Linked DNA regions of Sus scrofa: region 2 is linked to region 1. Evidence: chromatin contacts called from public HiChIP or PLAC-seq data. All regions are on one chromosome and are shown on one strand. The core of a region is the stretch at or near the end of the contact, and the rest is flanking DNA. Distances in the headings are between cores, read along the strand shown.

Evidence for each region. HiChIP or PLAC-seq counts read pairs in DNA pulled down with a chosen protein or histone mark.
Region 2: an H3K27ac HiChIP or PLAC-seq map of alveolar macrophages shows a contact between it and region 1. The contact joins the promoter of CD72 here to the promoter of PIGO in region 1. A contact is called at or near these places in 1 of 5 promoter capture datasets (fetal liver), 2 of 47 Hi-C or Micro-C datasets (mesenteric adipose tissue and skeletal muscle) and 2 of 2 datasets of contacts at active chromatin or transcription factors (alveolar macrophages and skeletal muscle).

What each region holds. Positions count from the first base shown.
Region 1 is chr1:235,886,882-235,893,690 of Sscrofa11.1, forward strand. It overlaps PIGO (GPI ethanolamine phosphate transferase 3), which reads right to left and starts at 1,457. Exons shown (of 10, transcript XM_021065447.1): 1 at 1,092-1,457; 2 at 1-334. The coding sequence starts at 304. It overlaps STOML2 (stomatin-like protein 2, mitochondrial), which reads right to left. Exons shown (of 10, transcript XM_013986316.2): 3 at 6,755-6,809; 4 at 6,584-6,642; 5 at 6,391-6,492; 6 at 6,110-6,244; 7 at 5,806-5,950; 8 at 5,609-5,688; 9 at 5,252-5,380; 10 at 4,598-4,879. The coding sequence ends at 4,742.
Region 2 is chr1:236,352,150-236,359,424 of Sscrofa11.1, forward strand. CD72 (CD72 molecule) reads right to left here and starts at 1,279. Exons shown (of 9, transcript NM_001097493.1): 1 at 1,198-1,279; 2 at 995-1,102; 3 at 306-377. The coding sequence starts at 1,279.

The DNA of each region.
Region 1 (6,809 bases), core at 207-2,706:
CCAGGAAGGGCAACGAGACAGGAGGTTCCCCAGAAACGTGTGAGAACTGGGGCTTTGCAAAGTCAAATCGCAGAGCATCTATCACCACCAACACAAGCCGGGGGAATCGGGAAGCCATCCAGCAGGCCCCAGGCTCCCCTTGGCTCCCCCATGGTAGGAACACGGGGCCTGGGGGCTCTTGGCAGCTGCTGTGGTTGTTGAGTTCCAATCGGGTGAGCAGGAAGCCACTGGTGAAGAGAGCAATGCCGGCATAGAAGAGGAAGCTGACCCAGGCCAGGAAGAGCAGTACTGAGATCTTCTGCATCCTGGTGGTGGCGGGGGAGGGAATTCATAACTGTAAAGCAAAGAACCAGTGGATTTTCTAGTCTCTCAATACAAAGCCCAGCTAGGATCACTTCCTCTTGGAAGTCTTCCTCAAGATAAACACTCCCATAGCCAACCCAGTGCAATGTTCCTCTCCACCAGTTATACCAGAGTTTCTGAAGGTGAGGTGCGCAGACTATGGGCATCGACCTGGAGCGGCTGTTTTAAAATGCTGATTTCCAGGCGCCACCCCAGATCCCCTGAATCAGGATCTTCGGCAATGCAGCACAGGCATTTGCACATGTGCTCCAGGAGATCCTAATGATGGAAAACACAGTCCACGAGAGAAACTTATTCCAAGTGGTAGACTGCTTTCTGACAGCCCGTTTCTCCGCCTCTCTCCTCGCCAATTTCAACACCCCTGGGGTGGTCAAAGCTCGCAGTCGCAGGGGGAATCCCGGCCAGGCTCACGGCGCCGCCTGGCGGGGCTCGAGGGAACGAAAGGAAGGAGTCCTACTCCGCTTCCGGACTGCCAGGATCGCCAAGAGACCAGAAGCGCGAGCTCTCCGGCGCAGCAGAGCAGAGGCGCGAGGTTCTGAGGCGTTTGGGCCTCGCCGGGACCAATCGTCCAGATGGCTCTACCTCCTCCGATGGCCACCCGGCCTCCGCCTAGGCACCCAGACCCGGGTACTAGACCTGCCAGACTGCGACCTCTGTGAGCGGGGTGGGAGGGTTCTTTACTAAGGGGAAAAGGCAGCTTAAGGGGGTTTGGGGAGACCCTGGCTCACCTTAAACGGCGCCCGGAAGTGCAGCGGCGGCGCCGGCGGCCTGGCACCACAGAGGTGCGTGCGCTGGATAGAGCAGCCCGCGAGGGATGCCCATCGCCACCTGCTGGCGCCTCCGAGGAAGTTCGGCAAGGAACGCAGGGCTGGCCAGAGAAGGAATCGGTGGGAGATTATGGTAATTTAGCATTGGGGGCAAGGCACTAAGCTAAAAAGTTCTGGGAACCACTGTCCATTCTTGGTTAAGACTAAGATCTGTGCTTCTGGAACCAAACTTAGCTTAAGTCCTAGCTCTGCCACTCATTGTCATTACTGGGCATTACCTCATCTATAAAATAAGGACAGTATTTATTACCCCCTTTTTGCCAAGCTGACTCCAACTGATGCGTTTTTATTCATTCTCTGCTAGTCTTTCACTAATTTTTTTTTGCCTTTTTTTTTTTTTTTTTTTTTTTTTTTTGCCTTTTCTAGTGCCGCTCCCGAGGCATATGGAGGTTCCCAGGCTAGGGGTCTAATTGGAGCTGTAGCTGCTGGCCTACACCAGAGCCACAACAACGCGGGATCCGAGCCGCGTCTGCAACCTACACCACAGCTCACGGCAACGCCAGATCCTTAACCCACTGAACAAGGCCAGGGCTCGGACCCGCAACCTCATGGTTCCAAGTTGGATTCCTTAACCACTGCACCACTACGGGAACTCCAAGTCTTTCACTAATTCTTACAACGCAATAATAAAAAGACAGTCCAATTTTAAAATCAGCAAAGATATGAAGGACATTTCTCCACAAAAGATAGATGCATGACCAATAAACACATAAGAAGATGCTCAACATCATCAGCCATCAGGGGAATGCTGGAGATACCACCTCAGACCCACGAGGATGGCTGTAATAAAAAAGGTGAATAACAAGTATTGGCGTAGGTGTGAAGAAATGTGAACCCTCATACACTGCTGTTAGAATTGTAAAATGCAACTTTGGAAAACAGTCCAGCAAGTTCTTCAGAAGGTTAATCATAGAGTTACCATATGACCCAGCAATTCCACTCATAGGTATTATACCCAAGAGAAATGAAAAACATGTGTTCACACAAAAAATTGCACACTCGAGGGTTCATGGTAGCATTATCATAATAGCCAAAAGGTAGAAACAACACAAATGCCCTTCATTGATGAATGGATGAACAAAATATGCTATATCTATACAATAGAATAGTGTTTGGCAAAAAAAAAAAAAAAGATGAGTATTGCTACATGCTACTACATGAATAAAACTTAAAAAACACGCTAAGGGAGTTCCCATCGTGGCGCAGTGGTTAATGAATCCGACTGGGAACCATGAGGTTGCGGGTTCGGTCCCTGCCCTTGCTCAGTGGGTTGAGGATCCGGCGTTGCTGTGAGCCATGGTGTAGGTTGCAGACACAGCTCGGATCCCGCGTCGCTGTGGCTCTGGCATAGGCCAGTGGCTACAGCTCCGATTCGACCTCTAGCCTGGGAACCTCCATATGCCGCGGGAGCGGCCCAAAGAAATAGAAAAAAAAAACAAAAACAAAAAAACACGCTAAGTAAAAAAGGCAATAAATAACAAAATAGCACATATTATTCCATTTACAGTAAATCTACAAAGTAAAGTAGTGGTTGTCTAAGGCTGGGGGGAGAGGACTGACTACTAATGGGTGCAGGGTTTTTGTGGTAGGGTGGGGATGGGGAAGCAGTGATGAAAATGTTCTAAATTGTGACAGTTGCACAATTCTGTGAATATACTACAAATTATTGAATTTACACTTTAAGCAGGTGCATTGCATTGTATGTGAATTGTATCTGAAAAACTTCAATTAAAAACAAAACAACTTCTCCAACATTTTCTCAAATCAGAGTGAAGCCTAAGTTCTTGTAGTTGCCCTACATGGCCAGCTCCTACACACAAATTCCCCACTTCCCTCTCTGATTTAGCTAGTTACAACTTCTTTGCTTCCTTAACTTTGCTGTCCACTGCAGCTGCTTTGCACTTCCAATTACAAGGCAGTGTACTCTGCCTCAGGACCTTTGCATTTGCAATCTCCTCTGTCAGCTTTATTCTCAGATACCCAGATGGCCTTCCCCTAATTTCCATATCTAAGCTTAAATGTACATCAATGAGGTTTCCTGCAACCCTCTACTTAATGTTACAGCCCCTTCTACTCAAATTCCCCATCTCCCTTCCTTTAATTTCCTTTATAGTACAACTCATCAGCATCTGAAATACTGTACGTCTTTCTTTTTTCTTTTTTCTTTTTTTTGGCCATGTCCATGGCATGTGGAAGTTTCTGGGCCAGGGACTGAACCTGTACCACAGCAGCAACCCAAGACACAGCGGTGACAATACTGATTCCTTATCCCACTGAGCCATCAGGGAACTGCTGATATGATGATTTGTCCCTTCCAAATAGAATGTAAGCTCACTGGGAGTAGGGAATTTTATTACTATATCCTCAGTGCCTGGCATATAGTTGAGATTCAATAAATAGTTATTAAGTGAATAAATTCTAATTCAGAAATATGTTGAAATATCCTCAAAGCCCCTTACCTCAGCTCAGGCCTCATCACCCTCTCCAGGATCAGAGGCAGCCTTCTTATGGTCCTTCCAGCCTCTCATCTCTCGTTCAAATCCTCTGGTTACATTGCTGCAGGACAGCTCTAGCTAAAACACTGTTATTACCTTAATCTTTTTTTTTAATTTATTTTTTATTGTGCCTTAATCTTCTTAACATTCTTCATGGAAAGGGGAAAAAAAACTTTCATGCCCCTCCTCCCTGGACAAAGTCCAAACTTTTCAGAGTGGGGGACTCTATTTCCCTGTGATTTGGGCCTTGACATGTTGTCACCTCTCCCCAACACCCCACCCTTCAGCCACAGTGAGAAGCTCCAAAGGTCCCAACTTCTCTGCCATAGGCCTTAATCAGAGGTGCAGCTGCCAGCTTTCACCACAGCCACACCATGTCCAAGCCTCATCTTCGACGTACACCACAGCTCACGCCATCGCTGGATCCTTAACCCACTGAGCGAGGCCAGGGATCAAACCTGTGTCCTCATGGATACTAGTCAGGTTCTTAAACCTCTCAACCACAACAGGAACTCCCAATCATTAGGTGTTTTTGAATGAATGAGTGTCCCAAGTCCCTGAGCACCCTTTGAGCATTCAGCAGTACTACTCTATCAGGGCAGTCCTCTTTCCCATTTAAAACAAACAAACAAACAAAAACAATCCAACACCTGCTCAAATTCACAGCTCCACACTTAGGAAGGGGGAGGACTACACTCCCCAGCAGGCAGTTCAGTAGACATGTGGCTTAATCTTTCCACTGTATCCCACGGTTTCTCCTGAAGACAGACAGGACGATTTCACTTTACATGAGGTTCATTCTTGTTCACGAAGGAATCCGTTCCCAAGACCTGACAGGACTGGAGTGGCAGTGAACATCCAAGGAAAACATTGGTGACTTTCCCAACTTCACTCCCCAATCAACGAGAACAGTTTTTGTTTTGCCATTGGCCAGTTTATTACATGATTAAAGTTCAAATAAAAAAATAATAACCAAAATCTTGGCAGGGAGGCTATAGCCAGAGTCTGGGAATGCTGCTTCCCTATCCCCCGCCTCCCTGACTAAGCCCAACTCCATTAACTCAGCTTGACTCGATCGAGTTCCTCATCAAGACTTGCATCTGTGCCCTGGACATCTCTGCTGCTCCTGCTGGAGACTGAGTCCTGAGGCCCTGGCACTGGGGCTTTGGTGAGGGCCCCATACACACCCATGGCCTGAGGAGAGGGACAGAGAGAGAACCATGAGGACACATAACAGAAGGCATAACACCACCCACCAATGGCTAAAAGGTGGAGCCAGGGGCAGTAAGCTTCCCCACCCCCACAAACCCAGCCAGCCTCAAGCCTAAGTCTTATAGGCTTTGGAATTAGTTCTAGGAATGTTATAAACTACCATAGCAGGGTCACCCTCAAAATACTAATACAGGCATCTGAAGAAAAAAAAAAATACGATGTCTTGAGAGGTCTTATCAGGGGATGAAGAGAGGTCTAGGTCTCAGGGCACTCTAAAGGTCCCTGTGGTAAAAATGATGATGGTGGTGGTAGGGTCTCACTGTGCTCTTAGCCAGGTCCTTGGGGCACTCTAACCTGAGCCACCATACTGGTGACATCGCCAGGGTTGGAGGGCAGCAGGATAGTGTTGGAGTCTTTGGCCAGTTTAGAGAACGCGCTGACATACTGCTCGGCCACAGTCAGTGAGGCTGCTGCATCTCCATTCTGTGGCCACAGGGAGGATAAAAATCAGAAATCACAGATTTAGGGTGGGGGGGGGAGGAAGTGGAGAGAAGTCAGTTTCCTAGAAAGAGGATATGCAGATCACCGTACAAGAGATCATGTAATCTGGCTCAATGGAACCAAAAAGACAGGAATTTCTCCAAAGAATATAAGAGAGAACTTCTTTTACTGTCACTTCCTGTCTCTTACTCCCCCCAGGGGGCCTCTTACATGTTGTGTCAGAGCTGCAGCCAGAATGCGAATAGCTTCAGCTTTAGCCTTGGCCTTGGCCAGAACTGCACTGGCCTCTCCTGGAAGAAAAGAGACAGCTTGACCTATGAGGTTAGGGTACCCCAAAGCTCCTGTACTAGCACCAACCCTCAAAGACTCATGCCCTGTTCATCCCTCATACTATACCCTCTGCTGACCTGCTGCCTGATTTATTTGTTCAGCCTTTTCTGCCTCGGAGGCCAGGATCTGTGCCTGCTTCTTCCCCTCTGCCACGTTGATGGCCGACTCTCGAGTACCCTCAGACTCCAGCACCGTGGCCCGTTTCCGCCGCTCTGCCTCCACCTAGAAGTGCCCAGCAACCCCCATCGGCAAGACACCAGAGTAAATATCAACTCTTACACAGACCTGCAACTGTTCCCTTCACAATAGGGAAGGGAGTCCAGGTCCCCATGCAACTGGAGCATCCTGAAGTCCTCTTCCCCATCTCTCCCTGGCCCCCACCTGCATCTGCATGGACTCTTTCACCCGGGGTGGCACATGGATATCCTTGATCTCATAACGGAGGCAGCGGATGCCCCAGCAGTCAGCAGCCTGGTTGATGGCATCTACGATGCTAGCATTCAGGGACTCCCGCTCCTGAAGGAAGAGAGGTGTAAGCTTCATGGCCTCAAGCCACCGAACAGGGTTTTAAGCTGAGAAGGTCCTGGGACTGATGCCCCGGAAAGGACTGAAAATACCAGATATGTGTTTTCAAACGCTAACTCTGGCTCAGATCCCCTTACCCGGAAGACTTTGTCCAGAGAGAGTTTGCCGAGCTCTGATCTCATGGTTGTCTGAGCTAGTTGGGTGACAGCATACTCAGGGTCCTCCACACCATAGCTGGCCTGAAATGGGCGTGGATGGTGTAAGTAGCTTGAGGGCATGATTTTAGTGAGGAGAGTAACTCAGGAGCTGAATAAAGCAGGGGACAGCTACCTTGTAAGGGTCCATGATGCGCAGGTAAAGGACTCCATCAATTTGCAGAGTTACATTGTCTACAGGTGCAGGAGAGAAAAGGAGGGTCAGGTCCCCAGGTCCCAAAAAGCTCCTTCTTCTGTCACATCACAATGGCCTCAGAGCACCCGTGTCACCCTGTATACCCCTCACCAAGAGTCACAGCTGACTGCTCAGGCACGTTGATGACAATTTCCTTGAGACTCTG
Region 2 (7,275 bases), core at 29-2,528, 470 kb after region 1:
TAAGGACTGACTGAGGCGCACTACCTGGTAGGACCTGGAACTAAATGTCAGATGGAGACCGGGGAGAGGGCGAAGAAGGGAATGCGGACCAGAGTAAGGTCAGTCCCTGGCCAGACCTGCACACCTCCGAGCGGAGCACTACCACCCATGGGAGCGGGCGCTCGCACGTGACTCCCGCGACCACCCTCGCGGACCCTGGAGGGGGAGCGGCGGGGAAAGGCGCCCAGCACGAGGTCCCGCGCGCGGCCCCGCCGGGCGGAGGGCGGAGGGCGGCGCGCGCGTGGCGAGGAGCGTGCGTTACTCACGCGGGAGAATCCGCCTGGCAGCTGGTGACGTCGAGGAGCTCCAGGCGGCCGTTGGCTGCTCAGTCTGCGCCCCTGCGGAAGGGAGCGGTCCCAGGTTGAAGACAGGAAGGCCGGGGAAAAGCCCCTTCTCCCTCCCCGACCCCCCTCACCGCGGCGAGATCCCAGTCGGTCCTAAGGTGCCTTCTGCCACTGCTCCGGGACACCCTTAGCGGTGCCCGGGGTCCCCGGAGTTCCTCTTCTCCCCTGGGACTGTCGTGTTCCTCCTGGGTCTTACCTTGTTCTTCCCGGGGGACCCTCTGTCGCCCTCCTGGGTCTCCCTTTATCTTTTCCTCAGGGGCCCCTCATTTGCCTGCCCCAAACCCTCTCCCCAGGAGTGCACTCACCCTTCTCCCCTCCCCTCCCTTCTCTCTCCCGGGACCCCCCATTTCTCATTGGAGCGCAGCTCCCCACAGGGCTGCCCTGGTCCTTCGTCAAAGCCCTAGCTCCCCACTGGGATCCCCCACACACACACCCTCGGAGCTTCATCCTTCCCTGGCCCCCATAAGTGGTGTTCACTCTCTTCCTGAGAACACCTCTCCTCTCCAAGGGTATTGTCCTCCCAAGAATGCTGAGGACGCCCCAGCTCAAGACACAGCACCACCCCCACCACCCCACCCCAGGCAGACACACATCCCCTGGGCTCTCCAGACCTGTGTTGTTCCCTAATCCAGAAGGAGCCAAGATCGAGGGCCCCCCTGGGCCTGGGGGCACTTGAACATTCTCATAGGTGAGTTCTCCATCTTCATCAGCCTCTGGGTCTGGAGAGGAGAGAAAAGGTGGGATCTGGGTGTGGAAGGAGGGGCAGGAAGGAGGTTGGAGATGCAGCATCAAGGCGACATTCATCCACCCTTACCCTGTCCTAGGCGGCTGGAGACGCTCTTCTTCAGGGGAGCCTTCACAAACCGCAGGTCTGCGTAGGTGATGGCCTCAGCCATGATCCTGGGGACCTCTGCTCCCACCTGTCTCCCCCCTCTTCCACGGGCTCCAGGCTTTCCTTGCCACTTTCCCCTCTGTCCCTTCACACTTTTAGGTTCTGTGTTCCCTCTGTGACTACACACAGCTTAGTGCTTTGCCTTGTGACTTACAGTCACAAAAGAGGAAGATATGAGCTGGTCTCAGACAGATGGGTTCAGTGAAGCAAACGGGACCCCTGATCCCCAGTTAGAGGGGCAGGGGAGGGGAAATTGAGGTCCAGAGCATGGGGTTTGGGGTTGTGAGGTGTCACAGAAACATTACTGAGGCTCATTCCTGTGTCCTGCCTGTGCTCCCCTTTCATGCATCCCAGACCCACTTTGGCAGAGCTGGGCTTCAAACACCCACCCTCATCCTCTCCCTTGATTTGCCCCACATTCCTCACCTCACTTCCCAGTCCGGAGGCTTTCTGTGTGTAGTCAGAGCTTTTTTGTGCTGAGCTGTCTATGGAGTATCTCCCCAGTCATTGCTTCTCGGGAGGAAGGGGGGTGTCCTAGCAATGGGGTTCATCCTGGCGTTCCCCGCAGGTGTGGGTTCCCAGAAAAGGGTCCCTGATTTGGTGGGACTTTTCTCTCCGTCAGTTTGGGGGTTGGGGGGATGGGCCCAGCTCCCCTCCTGCTGTAGTCCTAGACAGCTGCCAAGAATCCCACATACAGGGAAGTTCTCGATCCAAAGCTCTTCCTGGGAATGTGGCAATCCTTGGGAGGATGCAGAAAATCTGGGACCAAACTGATTCTCTTATGTAAACACCCCTCGACTCTCTACTCTCGCTTCGCAGCCTTTCCCCCTCCACCCTTTTTGCCCTACTGACAGTCAGCCCCTTCCTCGTTCCATCCTACCCTCTGGCCACTCATGGAAACCTCTGTGTTCTAATATCTAAGCTGGACCCAGCAAGCTGAGTCCAGGAGGCAGAAGCTCTGGGACAGGCTGGACTGGAGTGAGGGACACCCCTGCTTGTGCTCCTCTGGAACAGCCTGGAGCACTGACTGTTCGTGCACCTTGTCAGGGGTCAGGGGTCGGGCAAGCAAAGGTCTTGCACATGGATGAAGTTGGGCCAGAGCTTCTCAGAGGGGAGGCAAAGAAACAGGGCAGGGCTGGGTTCTGAATGGGCAGACTGAAACAGCCAAGGTTTTGATATTTCCTTGCTTTGATTTTGGTTCCTCTCTTACTTCCCTAGTAAAGTTCTTCCTTTTAAAAAGTCCCTACTTTGTCCCTTTACACCCAGCCCCACTGAAAAAAGGGCATTTGTAGGGGAAAACCAGGGACAGAGAGGCCTGTCTGATGGAGAGGAAACAGTGGGGGAGGAGGGCCTGCTGAGCAGTGGTGTTGAGGTGCTCCCTAAAGTTCTTTTACCAGGATGTGACCACCCAAAGGGTTCACTGGGGTTAAGAGCCTGGAACAAGACCAGGTATGGAGCGGGGAAAAAGCCCACCCCTGGCAGGTGACATCCGCCCCCTGAGACCCGGGGCCCCACTGCAGCTGTGGGCAGGAAAAAGGAAGGAGAAAGAGTTCCTCACCACACACTAACTGCTTGTCGTGTACAGTTAGTGGGGTGTGGAGGGGCGCTGTGAGGGGCCTATGAGTCTGTCGAGAGTTCTGCCTAACAGCGTTACCCGGCCCACTCCAGAAGAAGTTCCCACTGACACAGACGCCCACATTTATCACCTGAGAAATGTGTCCGAGGGAGAGGCAGATGTCCGCATGTTTGTGAGGCTGCTGGCATACACACGCATCCCCAGATCTCTGCAGTCTGTGTGAGGCCAGCCTCTCCACCCAAGCCTGTCTGGAGGGTCAGACACAGAAGAGATTTTGTGACCTGAAGGGGGCCAGTGATCGCTGTGGGTTTTTTCCCACAGTGGGAAATGACAGGCCATTTTCAGAAGTCCTAAAATGTCATGGGAAGGGAGTTCCCTTCATGGCTCAGTACCCCGAGGATGTGGGTTGGATCCCTGGCCTCATTTAATGGGTTAAGGATCCGGCACTGCTGTGAGCTGTGGTTTGGTGAGACACAGCTCAGATGCCGCGTTGCTGTGGCTGTGGTGTAGGCTGGCTGCTATAGCTCCGATTCAACCCCTAGCCTGGGAATTTCCATATACTGCGAGTGTGACAACCTCCCCCCCCAAAAAAAGTAGGTCCTGGGGACAGATTCTACAAATATTTCCTTTTTAAGACTCACTGTTTCCTTGGGTGTCCCTGCAGCTGTTAACATCCCTGCTTGATTGAAGTTTCCAACAACCCAGTCCCCTCCCCCAGATAAGGACGGAGGTGTGTGTTGGGGACTCCCTGGGGGCCTCTGGGGGCCTGTGAGAGTAAGTGGGAGTGTATAGCAGCTGGTGGCAGGGGTGGGTGGGGACCATCAGAAACTTGCATCTGTGGTGCACAGCGCATGGGGGAGGGGACAGCATGTGTGTAAATCAGTTGCAGGGACACTTGGAGGAATTCGATAAATTGGAGATGATGTCCCAGTTTTCAGAACCAATACACACCAGGGCCTAGATTAGATGCCAGGTAAAATGCCCAAACCAAGCTTCCAGTATGCACTCAAAAGAAGTATCAGCAGGCATGCTGCCTAACTGAACCCTTGGTGAGGCTTCAGAAGGGAGAATGCCCAGATGGGAATGGATGAGCTAAACTGCAAGCCCACAGTGCCTTGGATGTCTTAGGCCAGCTGGGCCTGTGTTTCTGTCCTCTTTAGCTCTTTTGCTGCTGGTTACACATCTTCAGACATTCTGCATCCCCTCAGTCCTAGACTGTTGTGTAGCCTTCCTTCATGAACAGGGTATGAGAGCAGAGTCTACCTCTTTTCCCGTGTGTATCTCATGGGGTCTTTGCAACACTGACACTCAAATTTCCTTTCAAGGCTGGTCATTAGAAAGGACACTTGTCATTCTGAGCCACACCTTACCTGCCCACGTATCAGGAATGCCTGGGAGCTTCTCAGAGCTGAGGGGCTAGTGCTGTACATTTCAGCTTTTCCAGGATCATAATTTCAGCTTAGATCCTAGAGGAAAAATACCAAAGCCCATTTCTTGTCTCTCCTGACCCCTTCATGATTATTTCAGAGAGTGAGTGCTTTTTTTTTTTTTTTTCCCCAGTCACCCCTGCAGCATATGGAAGTTCCTGGGCCAGGGATTGAATCTGAGCCAGAGCTGTGACCTACACCACAGCCATGGCAGCGCTGGATCCTTAACCCACTGTGCCAGGCCAGGGATTGAACCAGTGCCTCCACAGAGACAAGCTGGATCATTAACCCGCTGCACCACAGTGAGAACTCCAGGGAGTAGATTCTTAAAGTAGACAAGAGGAGGCAGCCCAGCTCTGAGGGCATCGGGAAACAGTTTACTCTGTGGGAAGGGGCTGATCTATATAAACATTAGTGAAGTCCAGCCAACATCAGGAGGTCAAGGAAGTCTCTCAAACTTTAAAAGTTCTGTCCATCTTCATCACCTTTATTTTTTTCTTTTTATGGCCACACCTGCAGTATATAGGAGTTCCCAGGCTAGGGGTTGAATTAGAGCTGCAGCTGCCAGCCTACATCACAGCCACAGCTACGCCAGATCCAAGCCATGTCTATGACCTACAACCACAACTCATGAGCAAGGCCAAGGATCAAACCTGCATCCTCATGGATACTAGTCGGGTTCTTAACCTGCTGAGGCACAACGGGAACTTCTCATCTTCATCACTTTAAGCCACTGACTCCTCCAGGAGGACCTATCTACAGACAGGGTGTGACAGAATAAAGGCCTCCCCTAAATGTTCATAATCTAATTCCCGGAACCTGTGAATAGGTTACGTTACTTGACAAAATTATAGATTTGATAAGTTAAGGCACTTTAGCTGGGGAGAGCATCATGTTTTATCCCCGGAGGCCAACCTAATCACATGGGTCCTTGAAAGGAAGACGATTTCAGGGCCATGGGCAGAAAGAGAATTGGCCATGGAAGAAGGGACAGAGAGGTGTGATGTGAGAACTCCACCCCCAGATACTGGTTCTGGAGGCAGAGGAAGAGACCATGAGCCAAGGAATGCAGGCAGCCTCTCGGAACTCGAAGAGGCCAGGAAACAGATCCTCCCCTAGAGTCTCCAAAAAGGAACCAGCCCTGCCCACATCTTGACTTTAGTCCAGTGAGATCTGTGTCAGACTTCTTACCAACAGCGCTGTAAGGTAAGAAACATATTTTTTAAGCCACTAAGTTTGTGGTAATTTGTTATAGCAGCAATAGAATAGGTTTCCTGACCTGTGGAAGAAGCATGATGTGATGGAAAAAACATGGCACAGTAAGAGAAGCCAGCCCTGGGAGCTCTTAGTGGCTCAGCAGGTTAAGGATCCAGTTATCACTGCAGTGGCTTGCATTGCTGCTGTGCCATGGGTTCAATCCCTGGACTAGGAATTTCCACACGCCATGGGTGCAGCCCTGTCTTCCTCCCAAAAAAAAGATTAAAAAAAAAAAAAAGGGAGAAGCAGCCAGCCCTGCCACAATATGTGACTTTAGGCAGATCGCAGTTTCCTATCTGTAAAATATGTGATTGTTTAAATCTGACATCAGTCAAGGGGGGGCATAGCTGGAGATACAGTAGGTGTTGATTTTAGCAAAAGCATTGCTAAAATCTGCTGAAATAGCTTCAAAGTCAGTAATGAGAACTGTGGGCCACCTGACAGCACTCTCAAGGGGATTTGCAGCTCTTTGATCACTGAAGCCAGAATGCCAATAGGTGTCCAGGGACTGCCTCAGGCCTCTTCTTGGCCCTGTGTGACGCAGAAGGGGCATTCATATATGCCGATGGCGCAGAGCTCTGAAGAAAAGCAGAGATTTCCTATTGTGGCTCAGCAGGTTAAGGACTCAATGTAATCTCCATGAGGATATGGGTTTGATCCCTGGCCTCGTTCAGTGGGCTGAAGATCTGGCATTGCCATAGCTATGGTATAGGTTGCAGATACAGCTTGGATCCTGTGTGGCTGTGGCTGTGGCATAGGCTGGCAGCTGCAGCTCCCTTTCGATCCCTAGCCCAGGCACTTCCAGATGCTGCAGGTATGGCCATAAAAAGAAAAAAAAAAAAAAAACCTCATGATTCAGATGTTGCAGCAGAGCAAAATGATGGCTCCCATCACAAAATGAACTGTAATAAAGATAAATAATAACAGCTAGCATTTATTGAAAAATAAAACTTTGGGCTCAAAAAATATACTATATCAGCATAGGCTTCACAATAGTTTATGCATAAGTATTTGAGGGGAAAGGCAGCTATTCGTTGTTTGGAGCTTGAAGGGATCTTAGTGTGTTCAACCCACTTACTTTACAAATTAGGAAACTGTGCTCAGTAGGCTATAAGTTCATTATGATTTAACCATATGACTAGCTGGGCTGGTGACAAAAGGCTGCCCTGTAGGACTACAACTACTTTACCAAATATGCCAAACATTGTGCTAACCATACCTACAGCCTCTTTTTAGAGCAGCAAACCCCTGATGATGAGGCAGCCATAGACCCCAAAAATTGTGTTAAGCAGCACCTCCTACCCCTATGAACTGAGCTGATTGAGAATACCAAGTGGTCAGTGGACTTGAGGCCAGCCCGTCCAGAGACCAGCCAGCGGCCTCTGGAGTGGCCTGGCCTGGAAATCAGGGAGGATGTGGGCTTATCAAATTGTCGGTCTCAGGAATGGAAGTGGGAAAACACAGAGGTGAGCCCTCAGCTAGCAATAGAAGCCAAAGGTGAAAGAATGCAGAGAGAAGAGTTTACGTGGTGCCACAGGGTCCTCCACCCTAAGCAGCTGTGCCTTGCTCCTTCTCTCTCTCGCCCCCTTAGAGCAGAGTGATTCTTCTGGCAGGGGTGACCCCAGCTTGATTATCATGAGGAGATAGGAGGAATGGATCTGCATGCAGGAGATTCGTGGGTGCCCCTTGGTGCTCTGTGCCTGGTGATACATTATCAATAAATGCGCAGTGGTGGCCACC